Linked DNA regions of Sus scrofa: region 2 is linked to region 1. A link is a contact called in public HiChIP or PLAC-seq data. All regions are on one chromosome and are shown on one strand. Each heading gives the region's core, a stretch centred on a gene start, on an enhancer-like site or on the middle of the called end of the contact. The rest is flanking DNA. Distances are from core to core; before and after follow the strand shown.

Region 1 (3,908 bases), core at 1,239-3,738:
CATTAGAATTGAGACAAAGAAAACCCATAATATAATAAGTCATGGTTCATGCTTGGTAAGTAATAAACAGATATAATTTAAATATGTATAAGTTAAATTAATGTGGAGTGGATTGGGGAGATAGGTGATTTCTTTTTAAAGAGAAAAAGGTTAGGGAGAGGGATGAGGGCATTTGGGTTAGGTGAGTTGGGTCAGTGGAAATAGAAACAGGATGAGAAGGTAAAATGTCCAAGTTGACAAAGGAAAGTATTTTTCAGTTGATAAAGATCTGTAGATACAGAGATCCTACACTTTCTCCTATAGGCCGTTCTAGCACCCAAGTCCTTGGGTTTGAGCCCTATTAGTCATTTTCTATAAGCCTGGCATTCATGTCATAGCTCCTTTGATTATAAATTAGTCAGAGCCTTGGCTAGTTTGTCACATTCTTTATGTTCCCATATCTTGTATTGAAACTATTTTATTTTCCAAAATGGAAATGACTTTGTTACTTCCATTTATGAAAATAATGTGTGTTAATTTGGTTCACACTAGACAAAACCATAGAGCATAAGGTGGGGGAAGTTACTTGAAATCTGGTCCCCTAGAGATAACCATATAAATTGGTGGATGTATTTCTAGAATTGTTTTTCTATATGTATATTTATGTATAGATTAAACAGCAGGACAGTGCTGACCAGGTTTTTTCATCTTTCAATATAATGTGAATATCCTTTCATATTAATTTGCTTCATTTTTTTTCTCTGGTAGCATCAAATTCCATTATATGAATTACAGTAACATATTTAAGCAATCCTTAATTAGTAAACACTGCGTGATTGGAGTTTTCATTGTTATAAATATGTTGTTGGGTGTGGGGATGTTTTAGGATGTTGAAATTATTCTGGCTCCTTTCTGTGACATTGGTTACCAAAAAAACAAAAAAAAAAAAACAAAAAAAAAACTGTGTGTTTTCAAAAAACGTCAGAACTATACTCAAAGGAAAAAAAATTGTACTGTATATGAAATTTTTAAAAAACTAAACTACTGAAATTAAAACCATGTTGCTGGGTCAAAGAATCCATGAAAATTTTAATATATTCTAAGTTGCCTTTCAAAAAGTTAGAACAATTCTGTATTCCAGTCCAGAGTTTGAAGGTGCCTGTTTCCCCTTATCAGCCAGGGCTGAATGTTGTTTTAATTTTTTGCTAGTCTAGTAGGTATGAAATATTATTTTAATTGCCTTTTAAAAATTATTATAGCCATCCTTCTGCATGGTTATTGGTCATTTATATTTACGTGTCCTTTGCCTACTTTTAAGGCTTTTCCTATTATATTTTACAAATTTTTTGTATTCATTTGGAGTTTTTTTCACTTTGAATATACTGTTTTTAATCTTTGCCTTTTTAAAGAACTAAAAAAAAATTTATGTAGGGGTATCTGTTCAGCATTAAGGCTTCTGGTCTTGTTGTGCTAGGTAAAATCCTTCTAACCTTTGAGATTATAAAACTAATTCTAGTTATACTCTAGTTACTTTACAGATTTAGTTTTTATGTGTTAAAACTTTATTCCATCTATAATAGTTTCCTAGAGCTGACGTGACAAATTACCTTGGTGGCTTAAAATAACAAATTTATTCTCTCAGAGTTCTGAAGGTCAGAGGTCCAGAATCAAGGTGGGCAGGGCTGCACTCCCTCCAGATGCTCTAGGGGAGATACTGTTCCTTGCCTCTTCCAGTTTCTGGTGTCTCAGGGTGTCCTGGGCTTGTGGCTGCATCACTGCAATCTCATGTTGCTGCCCCTTCTGTCTTTCCTCTGTGTTCTCTTACAAGCATACTTGTCATTGGATTTAGGGCCCATCCACATAACCCAGGATGATTTCATCTTGAGATCCTTAATTTTCTCTGGAAGACCCATTTTCCAAATAAGTCACATTCATAGATTTCAGAGATTAGGACATGGACATATCTGTTTGAGGGCCAGCATTCAACCCACTACACCATTTGAAATTGAAATTTTTCAGTATGACAGAAGTATGGAACTGTATTATTTTTCTGTTGCTGGCATAACAAAATTATCACAAAATTGAGTTGCTTAAAACAACAACCGTTTATTATCTCAGTTTCTGTGAATCAGGAATCCAGGCATGGCTTAGCTGGGTCCTTTGCCTCAGGGTCTCTCACAAGGCTAAAGTCAAGGCATCAGCAAGGGAATGGAGTTGCATATAAGGCTCAGATGAGAAAGGACCTGCTTCTGGGTTCACATGATTGCTGGTGGTAGAATTCGGTTCTTCAGGGTTCCTAGCTGGCTGTTAGCCTGAGGCCACCATCAATTCCTTATTACTTGGGCCTCTCCAACATAGCAGCTTGCAAGACAAGAAAGCCCTAGAGAGTCTACTGCTAAGATGGAAGTCACAGTGTTTTGTCACTTTGTCATAGAAGTGACATTCTGTCCCTTTCGCCACAGTCTGATTGTTAGAAGCAAGTCACTAGACCAGTCCACACTTAAGGGGAGGGCTTGACTACACAAGAGTGTGAATTCAGGAAGTAAGGATCACAGGAGATCATTTCAGAAGTCTGCCTGCCAGAGGAACTACACTTTTTTCCTTCCAACCAATGAGCCACCAGTTCACGTACCCACCAATTCAGCTGTTTCTCATGGAACTGAAATGCCACCTTTGTCATATATTAAACCTCATATGTATTTCTGTCTGTCTGGATACTCCTGTTATATATCTTTTCTGTCACTTTCCATGCTGCTATCATATTGTTTTAATTACTGATCTCAGTAGTACAGGTTCCATTCCATTAATTTTATCCTCCTCCCCCTTAAAAAATTTTTGGCTGTTTACTTAACATTTATGGATTTCGAAATACCTGTTTATAGTTTCATAAAATAACTCAGTTGGTATTTGACTGAAATTGTATTACTTGTATAGATTTAGTATTGGAGGAAATATATGTACAATACTGGTTCATCTCATCTATTTTTAGTCTTTCATGATATTCAGGCAATTTTTATAGGTTTTTTCATATAAATTGTAAACATTTCTTACGAATTGTATTATCTGCATTAGTTTTTTGTTATGAAAGATATCTTATTTTCATAATTATTACTGATACTTTGCCTCAAATTTTTTCTATACTTGTCTTTTATATGGCCACATATTGAATTTTCATACTCATTTTAGTATTTTTTAGTTTTTTAATATTTAGGGGGTATATAATTATAATCTTAGACAAATAAGTATAATTCTGGTATTCCTTTCCAACATTTTTCATCAGATCCTTTTCATCTTACTGGACTGACTCCAGAATAGTGTTCTTCCCAATTTTAGTCTGGACGAGTGTTCTTCAGTACTGGACAAGACCAATAACTAAAATTACCTAAAAGGCCGTCAAAGATTTATTTGCACAAAAGCAGCAGGTCCAGTTGGTTTTACTGCCTGTTTCCAAGAAATCAATTTATATAAGTTGATTGCTGATAGTTTCTGATAAATTCTTAGCTCTGGCTTACTAAACTTTTATCAGAATATATAGTTAATCAAAAAAATCAAATAACTGGAGTTCCCGTCATGGCGCAGTGGTTAACGAATCTGACTAGGAACCATGAGGTTGTGGGTTCGATCCCTGGCCTTGCTCAGTGGGTTAAGGATCCGGCGTTGCCATGAGCTGTGGTGTAGGTTGCAGACGTGCCTCGGATCCCGCATTGCTGTGGCTCTGGCGTAGGCCGGTGGCTACAGCTCTAATTAGACCCCTAGCCTGGGAGCCTCCATATGCCACAGGAGCGGCCCAAGAAATGTGAAAAAGACAAAAAAAAAAAAAAATCAAATAACTGTGCAAAATCTTTTGCAATGATCATATAGTTCGGTTTTTCTTTTTTTGGGGGGGGGGCCTGCACCCACGGCATATGGAAATTCCCATGCTAGGGGTC
Region 2 (3,804 bases), core at 1,167-3,666, 230 kb before region 1:
TTATATTTTTTTCTTTTTCAATTTCCTACCCCTTGCCCTCCCCTCACCCCTACTCTGTCTGTCCCTGGTTCATTTCTGATGCAGCCACTGGAGAGTATTGAAGTGGTTATAAATAAACTGATTTGGCGCTGTCATTCTACCGCTGACTGGCGAAATGCTGAGCCTGACGCTTTAGGAAGTGTAAATGATCTCATGGCAGAAATGAAGATTAGGCTCCGTTTCTGACCGGGCGGAGTAAGGAGGTTTGTTGAGGAAAGGTGCTCGTTCAAGTATACAAAATGTTTTTTGAGGTCTGTAGGTTAGAGTCCGTTACTTCTAAGGGTACCTTCATAGTTCCACAAGTTTTAACTTTAGAATTCTTACTGCCTTGAGTTCATCTTATTCTGTAACAACTAGAATTTGTAAGAGAGGATGATTTTCTGTGTTTTGACCATTCCCAGATTGTGCAGATGTGAATGTCTCTTGGACTTCATAGTCGCTTCTTCCTATTTAAAAGTAGAGGGAGGCTTTAAAAAGATGTTATATAGTTATGATAATGTTTTTGTAATAATGAAGTGAAAATAAAACTTACTTGAATAAAAACAAAGGATTTAAAAGTCACCCGAGTTTCATTAGAAGAAACTAATCTTCTTTAAAGTAGTCACTAAGTATATTTTACATACTAGGGTAATCCTCAACTGTGAAACTACTTGTTACTAACGTTATAAAACTTGTTGGACATTTGTTCTCATTTCATCCCACAACATGCCCTTCCCTCCACTGTTTTTTTTTAATTGAGGTAGAATTTGTACAATGTAAAATTGACAATTGTAGTCATTTTAAAGTGTACAATTCAGTGATTTTTTTTTTTTTAGTATTATCACAGTATTGTGCAGCTATCCCCACTACCTCATTTCCAAACATTTCCATCACTCCAGAAAGCAAGCCCATACCCTTCAAGACTCACTCTCCATTCCCCTCTTCCTCCAGCTTCTGGCAACCACGAACTTAGGTTCTTTCTCTACGGATTTGCCTATTCTGCACATTTCCTATAAGTGGAGTCATACCATACACGATCTTTTATGTCTGGCTTTGCTTTCACTTAGCGTTTTCAAGGTTTATCCATGTTGTTGCATGGATCAGTCCTTGATTACTTTTTACAGCTGACTATTCCATTGTATGTGTAGGCCTGGTTTTATTTATTCATCAGTTGATGGATATTTAAATTATCCCACTTTTTGGCTCTATGAATAAAGCTGCTGTGAACATTCATGTACGAGTTTTTGTTTGAACATACATTTTCTTTTTTTTTTTTTTTTTTTTTTGTCTTTTTGTCTTTTGTCTTTTTGTTGTTGTTGTTGTTGCTATTTCTTGGGCCGCTCCCGCAGCATATGGAGGTTCCCAGGCCAGGGTTGAATCGGAGCTGTAGCCCCCAGCCTACGCCAGAGCCACAGCAACGCGGGATCCGAGCCGCGTCTGCAACCTACACCACAGCTCACGGCAACGCCGGATCGTTAACCCACTGAGCAAGGGCAGGGACCGAACCCGCAACCTCATGGTTCCTAGTCGGATTCGTTAACTACTGCGCCACGACGGGAATTCCTGAACATACATTTTCAATTCTCCTGGGAGTATATACCTAAGAGTAGAATTGTGGGCTCACATGGTAATTATTTCCATGCTTAATTTTTTGAGGAACCCTCCCTTCACTTTTAATACGATGTAAAGTGCCTGGCTTATGATAATCATTCAGTAGACGCTGGCTTTTTTTATTACTGTTATTATGCCTGGCCTATCAAATGGTACAGAGTTGTTCCAACAGGTCTATCCTTTGTTTTTTTCTCTTAAATCCTGTAGGTAAATGCAGAAATACATTCTATCGGTGGTTCTATTCTTGGCATTTATTTTCATCTCTGGTATAGATATTCAGCTTCTTCTAGGTATTGTAATGCCTAGGAAACTGAGGAAGGGCAGTGATATCATGAAATGGAAAGCTACAGGCAACAAGCAAATAATCCAATGGAGTAAAATAATATATTCTTACCCAGGAGGGTCAGGGGGACCTGAGGGTTTCCTCTTCCTTTTAACTTGTTGCTACCAGTCCTCCTTGGGCCTTGGATAAAGAAACCACGGGCTGGACCATTGAGAATGTCTGTGACTGCTGAAATAGACACTATCTTGAGAATCTTTTCTAAAATACGCTGCCTTGTGAGAGAATGAGCCCTTGTTCTCCGTGGCATTGTAGGAGCAGGCAGCAAGTGAGAGCATCTTAGATCTCGGGGAAAAGTCTCCTTTTCTGTGAAACTTTAATTAACCCAGCAAGGCAAATGAGATTCTGCTCTTCGTCTTCTTTGGCTTATTGAGTCATTACATATGTGCCACTTAACCCCAGAGAGGAGTAGTAACCTTATGAATCAGTGTGTCGATCCCACAGCTACAGTGTGAGGCATCCATGAAGCTTACTTAGTCATTCTCACAAATATTCCTTCCAGAGTGCCCCCACTTTCTTCACACAAATGAGCAATGATTCAGAGCTTCAGAAAAATGAAAAGAATAATTTCTCTTTTCAAACACTTGTGCTAATAATAGTTATGTGAGTTTGTACTCCATGTTGTGCTGATTAATGCCTGTGGCCTCTTGACAAGGATTGACAACTCTGAATGAATCTGCTGTCAAATGCATATCACTGACGTTTCAATGAGGGGGAAAATATGATTCGTAGTCACGTGTAGTACTGCACAAATGCGACCCTTCTTTACACATTAAAAAGGTATTAAATGTGGCAGTACTTGAAAATTCAAGATTTTTTTAAGCAAATGAACTAAGATTTTAGAGGAAATTTTTTTCTCCAAAAGGATACCAGAGTGTCTTGTAAAATATAGCTTATATGAAACTTTGGGCTTTCCTCAAAGTCAGTGAGTCTTCTCTTGGAAGAAGACTGTCCTCCTGTCCCAGGAGATCCGTCTTCAGGATTAACCAGTCTAGGTTCCACTTGAAGTGCACTCCCTTGTAGCTGACCTCGCCCTTTCAATCTTCAATTTTAGTCAAAATATGTGTAGCTAAGTAGTCCTGACTTGAAATAAGTCCTGTCCTTGTATCGAAGCTCATATTGTTTACTTACTTTGGCTATTTTCATTCTATTTTCAGATTAATGACAAATGTGTCTATTGGGTCTCTTTCTGAGCTGTAACTAGACATGTCGGGGGGCCTTTGGTAACAGTCCTCACCAAAGCTAAGGCAGAGACGTGGAAAGATTCACACCTCTGTCTGGGAGACCTAACACTGGTCTGCTGACTCGTTTGTTTCTTTTTTGATGGCGTGATAGGTCTCCACACCCTGGCATCCTCCTACTGTGCTCCTGGGTCATTCGCAAGAGGTCACATCTGTGTGCTGGTGTCCATCAGACTTCACAAAGGTTTGTAAATGAATCTCTGTAGTTGGTTTAAAAAGTAGATCACAGATTTGGAGGTTGAGAGTTAATACAGACTTTTATCTTTAAGTACACATTTAAAAGATCTTGAGGCTGTCTAGGATCTGCATCATCATTAATCACACATATTCTATTTTTTTCTGCCGATACAGATAATGTATTACACACTAAGGAGTAAGGATGCATTTCTTTTCTCCCTAGTCATTTTGTCCCTAAACATAGAATTAAGTTTCTAATGTTATTAAAAATTTATCTTAAAATTGAAGGTAAAAAGAAAATCTAAGATGAAAACTAGTCTTGAACGTCTACATATTATCAGTGTGGTGTATCAAAGGCAACATCTTGACTGGTCGTCATAGTTCAGTTTGGGTTTTCACATGCCTGAAAAATGCTTA

What was found. HiChIP or PLAC-seq counts read pairs in DNA pulled down with a chosen protein or histone mark.
Region 2: a contact with region 1 is called in an H3K27ac HiChIP or PLAC-seq map of alveolar macrophages. The contact joins two enhancer-like sites. A contact is called at or near these places in 2 of 47 Hi-C or Micro-C datasets (epiblast stem cells and skeletal muscle) and 1 of 2 datasets of contacts at active chromatin or transcription factors (alveolar macrophages).

What each region holds. Positions count from the first base shown.
Region 1 is chr9:131,008,756-131,012,663 of Sscrofa11.1, reverse strand. All of the region lies in intron 8 of PPP2R5A (protein phosphatase 2 regulatory subunit B'alpha), which reads left to right. Among named protein-coding and RNA genes, the nearest start is that of TMEM206, 43 kb to the right of the region's middle. Within about 2 kb of position 2,488, at least 1 of the 83 cell types and tissues checked has an H3K27ac peak or open chromatin away from gene starts, as enhancers often do. A contact at or near this core is called in alveolar macrophages, where this site is marked.
Region 2 is chr9:131,242,198-131,246,001 of Sscrofa11.1, reverse strand. It overlaps DTL (denticleless protein homolog), which reads left to right. Exons shown (of 16, transcript XM_013979970.2): 12 at 3,305-3,394. Among named protein-coding and RNA genes, the nearest start is that of DTL, 31 kb to the left of the region's middle. Within about 2 kb of position 2,416, at least 4 of the 83 cell types and tissues checked have an H3K27ac peak or open chromatin away from gene starts, as enhancers often do. A contact at or near this core is called in alveolar macrophages, where this site is marked.